2 separate regions of the Mus musculus genome follow, and region 1 is linked to region 2. The links are chromatin contacts, called in public promoter capture Hi-C maps. All regions are on one chromosome and are shown on one strand. Each heading gives the region's core, a stretch centred on a gene start, on an enhancer-like site or on the middle of the called end of the contact. The rest is flanking DNA. Distances are from core to core; before and after follow the strand shown. Region 1 holds the start of Saal1 (serum amyloid A-like 1). Region 2 holds the start of Abcc8 (ATP-binding cassette, sub-family C (CFTR/MRP), member 8).

Region 1 (4,252 bases), core at 606-3,105, 530 kb before region 2:
CCGTTACCTCTCGATCTTCCTCTTTTCTGTGCATAGTACTGGAAGGGGTTGGTGGTCATGTGATTGCTTGTGGATGACCCCCCCACTTCCTGCTGCTGCTGCTCATCCAGTGTGAGGCTGACAGCCTGGGCAGGGTCCTACCAGCCTCTCCCTCCCCTCACAGCCAGGAGGAGAGAGTCCTGAGGGTGGAGCTACTGCCTGTGGGCTTGGTTAAAAATCTTCTTGTCCATCCTAATTACAGCGATGCCAGAGAGGCTGTTCAGAAGTTCACGGGACATGGAGCAGAGGACTCAAGAGCTGACCAGTTTGCCAATGAGTGGGGCCGGAGTGGCAAAGACCCCAACCACTTCCGACCTGCTGGCCTGCCTAAAAGATACTGAGTTTTCTCTTCCTGTTGTTCCCAGTCATGCTGCCCCCCGAGAAGAGGAGCAACTACTGGGTTGAGATATTTTCTAAAATCTGGATCCCTAAACATCCCAATGTGCTGAATAAATACTTGTGAAATGCACTTTGTCGCTGTCACTGTTGTTTTGAGAGCACAGGGCAGTCACACTGAGGGTTGAGGGCCTGTGGGTTAGCAGGGGACATCACTTGCTTTTCTTTTCTTTTTCTTTTCTTTTAAAGAAAGAGACAAGAAGAGATGGAATTGGAATATGACACGAGATAGCAAGAAAGCGCTGTGTATGGTTTCAGTTATGAAGTTGAAAACTAGATAAAAACCAATGCATTCTGGGCTATGGCCCAGTGCTAAGCATGACTGCCAAGCACAGGTGAGGCCCCAGCTTTCAGTCCCCTGTGCCCTCCCCGAGAGAAAAATCAGTAAGTTCTGACTCACTGTAAAATACGACTTACAAAGGCTGATGGCAAAATCACTTCCCACTGAGAAAGCATCAACTCTAGATGCCTCTCTGCAGATAATCTCAGCCCTTCAAAAGGGCCAGCCACTCCCATTTTGTAAAAAATAATTGCAGAAAAAAAAAGACATATTCTGCAATCATTTCCCCTGGGGTAGAAAGGCTTTAACACCAAGCTGGGTGGTTTGCAGTCATCATGGTTAACTAAACTAAGTCTTTAAGGTTATAGTTGAAAATCACACAAGACTGTTGATTACCTATGAGTAACTAGAGAAGCATGAACTGAGCTGTGTTTTCATTCAAGGTCAACAGAAAGGGGTATGGGGGGGGGAGAGAAAATAAAAATGAATAAAGCTACTTTCTGGTTATAAAAAGTGAGTCTGTGAGAGAAGGAGCAGGGACGCTTGAGTGGGTGATAACTCAGAAGATTCCATAAACACGAGACACAGCTAACTCAACTTCCTGCACCTGAGATTTTAAGAGAAAAGTAAGTTTGCAGAGCATGTATGCACACTTCAGTGTACTAGGATGAATCTCAGATAAAAGAATTAAAAACAAAAACCAACCAAACAAGAGTTTCTGGGCACCGTGGCACCTGCCTATAGTTCTAGCTGCTGGAAGTGGAGGCATAAGATGGCGAGTAGCAGGCCTGGACTACATAGCTTGACCCTGACTCAAACAAAGAATCAAATCAAAGAAAGATTAAAACTCCACAAGTGCGTGCTAAAATTGAAGTTGATGTAAGGTTTAAATCAGCACTAATGAATAGCTAACATATCTGGACATGGCAGTTACTGTGTGTGTGTGTGTGTGTGTGTGTGTGTGTGTGTGTGTGTGTGTTCTGTGCTCACTCCTAGCTCTGGGTGGAGAAGAAGACCCCATGGATCCTACAGGTTCCCGGACCTCGCGGGAGCCTGACGGCAGGGGGCGCTGTGTGGGAGCTGAGCCGTGTGCCTTGGGCTCTCTGGCGCGTCCTCTCGCCTCCTCCGCGGCTTCCGGTACTGTTGGCGCGCATCGGCATGGATCGAAACCCGTCTCCTCCGCCGCCTACCTGTGGTTCGGAGGATGAAGAGGACCTGGGTGGGGGAGACCGCATCGGGAGCACGGTCTACAGCAAGCACTGGCTCTTCGGCGTCCTCAGCGGGCTCATCCAGGTGCGGAGACTCGCGCAGGCGCCCTCCGTGCCCAGGGAGTGGACGGGATGCTGGAGGCTCGCGGGTGCCGATGGACTAACTTGCCAGAACCACACCGCGCACGTACTTTACTGGGCTTCTACTTCCTAACCCCACTGTCACGTACGAAGTCGAGACCCTACCATTCGTGTTTTGTCGGCTCTTGTTCTAGTGGAATACATAGTTTGGAGTCAGACAACCCTGATCTCCGAGACGCGAGCTTATCCCATGCTGGAAACGGGACTCCTTAACCCAGATCCTCCATTTCTTTCATAGTTTCTATTAAAACAAGATAATCAGTATTATCGTAAACAAGATTTTGTATAGGTTGAGATTATAATGAGGCTGCCAATAGATGTTTTTCTGCCCATTGCTGTCCATACCGCCAATTTCTGTTTTCTCTAAGCCATTTTCTACATTGCCAAAAAAAAAAAAAAACCCTTCCTTTTTATTATTTTTAAAGGTTGTTCTTGTTGCTCATAGGAGAACACTTTCTATTTCCTAACTGGGGATCCAAGGTTGGTTGTGTCTTCTTCAGCCATTTTACGGTACATTGTGTTCCATCACCAGTAGACAGTTGGCCATCTCCAAGCATGTCTTATACTTTCTGAGCACTTGTAGTCACCTCCGAATGCTTGCCTCATTTCCCCAGGACAGTCCTAACCTTCCCATAGATTTAGATTTCTTCTTTTAAGAGAAATGTGTGTCTTCTCCCAGGAGTAGGTCATTGGTCCCTAATTTTTTCTCCCATAGTTCTTTCACCAGTTCAGCACAGTCAGCCTCTTTCTGTTGTGATTGCCTGGTTACATGCCTTTCCTACATTAATCCTAAACCGTTTGGAACCAAAAGGGTTATATTGTTGTTTTCATTTGTCTGCTGCAGTGCCCACAGACCGTATTTACTTGAAGAGTGTTTAATGTGTAGATCTATCTAAGACTGTGGAAAGCTTTTGGAACCCCTTGGCAGGAATTTGATACTGGGCCATGACAAGGAAGTTGGTTCTGGCAGGAATCTAATTTTAGGCTAGAACAAAGAAGGCATGAGTATAACTTTGGGCTGGGGCCGGGAAGTAGGCTCAGATATCTTGGCCATCCTGATAAGCCCCTAGAAACAGTGATCAAAGGGGTGATCGAGGGACTTTGTTTATTGCCTTGCTTGTTCCTTGACTATTTGTGTTTATTGTGCCGCTTGTCCTTATTATTTGCATGTAATTAAAATGGATATAAAAGCAGATTGGGAAAAAATAAACCTGCCGCAGCCTCAGAACTGCCTGGGGGTCATGCTTACAATGTTGTCTGTCTTTTTTCTTTTTAATCCTCACTCCTGCCCTGGAGAACCTGTTGACTGACTGAGTTGGCTTGGTCACAAGGCTTTAGGTTTTAGAAACTGTTTTGTCTGAGGAGATACTTTTGAGAGATTGAGACTTCTAAGTGATAATATCTAATCTAAGTGAAGACCTATGAGTATTTTAACTGATTTTTTTTTCCTTTATGTCTCTGAAGATTGTCACACCTGAAAGTGGCACATCTGGCTCAGCTGATGAGGAAGAACAGGCAGATCTTGCTGAAGAAATGGAGAATGAGATTTGCAGAGTCTGGGATATGTCCATGGACGAGGTATGCGGATGGAAGTGAGATTCCGAACAGACTCAGAGTGGGGAGGTGATGAAGGGGCTGGAAAGATGGCTCCATGGTTAGGAGGACTATCTGCCCTCCCAGAGGTCCTGAGTTCAATCCCCAGCAACCACGTGGTGGCCCATAGCCATCTCTACTGGGATTTGAGGTATACATGCAGATAGAACACTCATATACATAAAATAAGTAAATAAGTAGAAAGGATCATTCCTCCACTGTTGGCGGAAAGGCCTATTCAGTGATTGCAGTCTCTCCAGTTTGTGGTTCAGAGTATGAAGTCTCAGGAGCTATTACTTTAAACATATATACAGTTCCATCCTATGGACATCATAGTATATTTAACATAGATGTGAACTAAGACAGCTATGACCACAGGGCCCCCAATGGAGAAGCTAGAGAAAGCACCCAAGGAGCTGAAGGGGTCTGCAACCCTATAGGTGGAACAACAATATGAACTAACCAGTACCCCCAGAGCTCGTGTCTCTAGCTGCATATGTAGCAGAGGATGGCCTAGTCGAGAGAGACCCCTTGGTATTGTAAACTTTATATGCCCCAGTACAGGGGAATGCCAGGGCCAAGAAGTGGGAGTGGT
Region 2 (4,565 bases), core at 466-2,965:
GTCTAGTCTAGTATGTCCCCTCCCCACAAAGCCCTCGGTATGAATGCAGTCCTCAGTTGCCTGAAAGGTTGTGCATCCATGACAACGTGGCTGAGCATGTAACTGCACAAAGAATAATGCAGAAATGTAGAGAAAAACCTAAAATAAAAGAAAACTCCAGCCTAGGGCAGGAAGGTTGAATTTGAGGCTAATGTGGGCCACACAGTGAATTCAGGGCTACATAGCAAGATTCCATCAATGAGGAGCAGGAGAAAAAGGAGGGAGAGGAGGAGGAGGAGGAGGAGGAGGAGGAGGAGGAGGAGGAGGAAGATGATAATTATGATGATATAAGAAAAAAGGAATGCTAGAGTCCACAGCAGTGGGAGTGGATACATGCATGTGCTTATAGTATCACATCCACAGGCAAAACCAGAAAGGATAAGCTTGGTCTCTGATCCTCCCTTGCTTGCTCTCTGGTCCTCCCTTGCTTGCTCTCTGGTCCTCCCTTGCTTGCTCTCTGACCCTCCCTTGCTTGCTCTCTGATCCTCCCTTGCTTGCTCTCTGATCCTCCCTTGCTTGCTCTCTGATCCTCCCTTGCTTGCTCTCTGGTCCTCCCTTGCTTGCTCTCTGGTCCTCCCTTGCTTGCTCTGTAGTCCTCCCTTGCTTGCTCCCTGGTCCTCCCTTGCTTGCTTCCTGGTCCTCCCTTGCTTGCTCCCTGGTCCTCCCTTGCTTGCTCTCTGGTTCTCCCTTACTTGCTCTCTGGTCCTTGCTTGCTCTCCTACTGCTCACCTAGCTCTCTCCACTCTTACACAGTCCAGGGCCCTGTTCATGAAATAGTGTTGCCCACAGTGGGCTGGGTCCTCCCACAGTAATTAATAATCAAGACAGTTAGCCACAGACATACCCACGGGCCAGCCTGATTTAGGCAATTCCTCAACTGAGGCTCTTAATTGATTCTAGGTTGTGGCAAGTGGACAATTAAAAACTATCAGGCACTGGGGAGAAGTCCCCGTGGTTAAGAGTATTCCCATGGGCTCTCTTGAGGAGACCAAGTTCTGTTCCCAGTAACGCCCATGCCAGGCAGCTCTCAACCAATAATTCCAGCTCCAGGGGATCCAAGTTCCTCTTCTGGCCTCTATTGGTACCTACACACACACACACACACACACACACACACACACAGAGAGAGAGAGAGAGAGAGAGAGAGAGAGAGAGAGAGAGAGAGAGAAAACCAATCTTTAAACAAACAAACAAAAACAAAACAAAAACCCTAATCACCACAAGGGAAGAGAGCTAGATTCAGGCCAGGTTCCCACTGGCTAGCAAGGACACCTTGAATCTTTTAGGGGAAAGATCGGGACAGGCTGTGAGGTCACTCTGCGACCCCGCGCCAGAGACACTTGAAAATTCCCACGCACCCTCCTAAGTTCAAGTTCTTTAGTTTCTTTGGACCGAATCGGGTACGGGCTTGTGCCACTCTGTTCCTATGGGGACCCCTCTGATCTACATCCAGCTGAGCCTAGTTCCAGAGAATCAACATTCGGGAATCCCAAATCCACGCACTCCGGGCTCACCCGGATCATCTTGGTTACTACTCCCACTCAGACACCGCCTCGCCTGCGCACCCAGCGCACGTGCGCATTGGGTGAGACCCCACCCTCGCCCCACAAGAGCAGCTGGAAGGGCGGGGCCCAGCGGCAGGTGGGGGCGGGGCGGGCCGGGGCGGGGCGGGGCGGGCCGTGCGGGAGCCCAGGGTGCTGCGAGGAACAGAGGCGCGGGAGGCGCGCGGAGCCAGAGCAGAGCCCGTGCGCGCGCCACCATGCCCTTGGCCTTCTGCGGCACCGAGAACCACTCGGCCGCCTACCGGGTGGACCAAGGTGTCCTCAACAACGGCTGCTTCGTGGACGCGCTCAACGTAGTGCCACATGTCTTCCTGCTCTTCATCACATTCCCCATCCTCTTCATCGGTGAGCGCGCGCCCAGCGACGGAGGGCGGGAGGACGGGTGGGGGAAGGACGAGTGGCCGGGGTGGGGGTGGCGCGCGGCCCCGGCAGTCCCGCACCACCGGCTTGCTGGTCTTCCTGGGTCCCCTGCTGTGCGTCTCTTTTTTTTTCCCCTCGCACCCTCCCCTATCCTTGAACTCGCGCCAGACACGATGGGCGCTAGCGACCTTAGGGATCCCCAAGTTTTGCTACCGCAGAGCCTGACTCGGGATGGGGCTCTGCACGCGAGGGAATCGGCCTCACCCTGAGTGACGCTGCGGCGGGAGCCAGGCCATCCTTTCCCCCCGGCCGTGCTGTCACAGACTCGGGAGGGAGCTCAGACTCCAGCCAGGGAGGTTGGTGGTGGAGGTCAGCGAGCTGTTCCGGTGGCCCAACTTCCCGACTTTGGGCAGAGCATTTCCCAGGCCCGGGGTCCGTTCCACGTTGCAAAGAGATAGAGTTTGGGTGCCGGTATCCCGCCACCCCCAAAGGCAGTTCTTCTCTTGTAACTTCTTCAGGACAGTGTGAGTCAACTCAGATCAGATTTAGGAACCCCCTTCGACTCCCAGCGCGCTTGCCTGAAAGTGGTCTACAAAGTTGGGCGCCCAGTCTGGTCCCTTCCTCTCCACATCCTTGAATCTCTCAGGCCAATCAGCTCTGTTCAAAGAGTGTTGACTGTTCATTTACATTAATTAAGAGAAATAGCAAATCTTTAAAACTCTTTAGGGTAGAAGGCCGAGGTGGCCATTGAACTAAATTAGTAAAAAGTTGCTGAGCCGGGCTATCCTGGAAATCTCGGTTCTTGGGAGGTGGGGGCAGGAGGATCAGGGAGTTTAAGGTCATCTTCAGTTACATAGGAAGTTCAAGGCTCGTGTGGGCAACATAAGACCCCGTCTCAAAAATAAATAAATAAATAAATAAATAAATAAATAAAGAGCTGCTGCAGAAGGAAGCTGCTAGTTACTGACAGAGGTAAATGATGTGCATGCCCATATGTCTAGCAGAAACGAAACAGAATGGGTAGACAGTCACACAAGAGGTCAGTGTGGTGGTCCCTGCTTAGGACCGGCCTGCAGGCTCAGGCTTTGTGCCTGGATATCCAGTTCATATGCTCATCCCTGGGGAAGGAGGATTTGCATGGTCTCCTTATCACCATGCTGGGCCTCCAGGTGGGCGTCCTGCCTTCTGCGTCTCTCCCCACAGGATGGGGCAGCCAGAGCTCCAAGGTACACATTCACCATAGCACCTGGCTCCATTTCCCTGGCCACAACCTGCGCTGGATCCTTACCTTCATGCTGCTCTTTGTCCTGGTGTGTGAGATCGCTGAGGGTATCCTGTCTGATGGGTAAGTGAGCTCCAGGGGAGTGGGGAAGCTGCAGGAGACCCTCCCTGTGCCTGCTCATCGGCCTTCTGTAAACCAGTACCTGGTGTGAACTGCGCCAGGCCTTAGGCACATATGAGACGCAGGGCCTACCATCAGTCTGGAGGATAAAGGGGTGCAGATTTCTGTACCAGTTCCCAGTGAGACCATTGGAGAGCCTTGTCAGAGTGTCCCAGCTGCTGTGGGCAATACCCGGTCTCTCTGAAAGTGACTGAAGTGCGTGAGGGGACAGTAAATCCTGTCACTTGTTCTTACTGAAGGCCTCTCCTTGGTTCCCATTCATTTACAAGATTCAAGGATCTCTGGGCCCTCATCTTTGTCCCGATACAGCCCCACCTGCCTCTAGCCCCACTCTTGCCCCCACATTCACCCCTTCCCTCACCTCTCCTACAGACCGGAAAGTGTGTCCAAGTTTCCATTCGCAAAGCTGTCAGAATGTGAGGTCTGGGATGCCTGTCCTCTTTGTATTCACAGTGCACAGCCCACAAAAGCTCTGCAAACGTTGACTCCTAGGACGATAAATCAAATCCTACCACACAGACATGATCTGGGAGGAGCAGATCAGAAAGCAGTGTCAGATAGGTTCCATGGTGGAGGGGGCTTTGGAGCTGAGCCTGGATGGGTGACAAGTGTTCTGCTGTGGGGTGGGGCAGGGGGAGAGACTACGGCACTGGACGGAGAAGGATGAGGAACAGTGCCTGGGCTGCGGCAGAGGTGACAAGCATGATTTAGGCTATCATGATTTGAGGCCTAGGGGAAAGCTAGGTCTGCAGAGATGATCCTGGGAATGAGGCTAGACCATGGGGGACAGAGGAACGGAGAAGGCGGAAGCAGTAGACACATGGAAGGAAGCCATGACTCTGTGGCTGAGCATCAGATCTGGAGCTAAGAAGGGGACTTCAGCCTGCCTGAGTGGAATTTAACTTGCAGCTTTGAGACCAAGAGAGATAGATGCCTTCGTCACAGCACTCCTTGACAGAAGGCTAAGTGTGTGCTGGACAGGCCAGAGGGTGGCAGGCAGAGTCAGGGGGTGGATGGGGGATGACTATGGTGGGAGTGAAGTGTGTCCTCAGAGACAGACAGAAGAGGATATGGAACGGAATGGAGGAGTCAGTGAGCCTCAGGGACTGTGTCAGTTGATGTCACAGTTGTCGGCGGACATTGACTGGAGCATCTGAGGTCAGCTTCTCTGAGCTTCTATTAGACTGTGCTCAACCCTGCCA

Evidence for each region. Promoter capture Hi-C pulls out the DNA fragments that hold promoters and counts their contacts.
Region 1: a promoter capture Hi-C map of pre-B cells shows a contact between it and region 2, with 3 times the contacts expected there. The contact joins the promoter of Saal1 here to the promoter of Abcc8 in region 2. A contact is called at or near these places in 2 of 39 promoter capture datasets (cranial neural crest and pre-B cells).

The regions. Positions count from the first base shown.
Region 1 is chr7:46,708,254-46,712,505 of GRCm38.p6, reverse strand. Saal1 (serum amyloid A-like 1) reads left to right here and starts at 1,855. Exons shown (of 12, transcript NM_030233.1): 1 at 1,855-2,008; 2 at 3,529-3,642. The coding sequence starts at 1,874. It overlaps Saa3 (serum amyloid A 3), which reads left to right. Exons shown (of 4, transcript NM_011315.3): 4 at 242-508. The coding sequence ends at 380.
Region 2 is chr7:46,177,183-46,181,747 of GRCm38.p6, reverse strand. It overlaps Abcc8 (ATP-binding cassette, sub-family C (CFTR/MRP), member 8), which reads left to right and starts at 1,715. Exons shown (of 39, transcript NM_011510.3): 1 at 1,715-1,946; 2 at 3,165-3,306. The coding sequence starts at 1,799.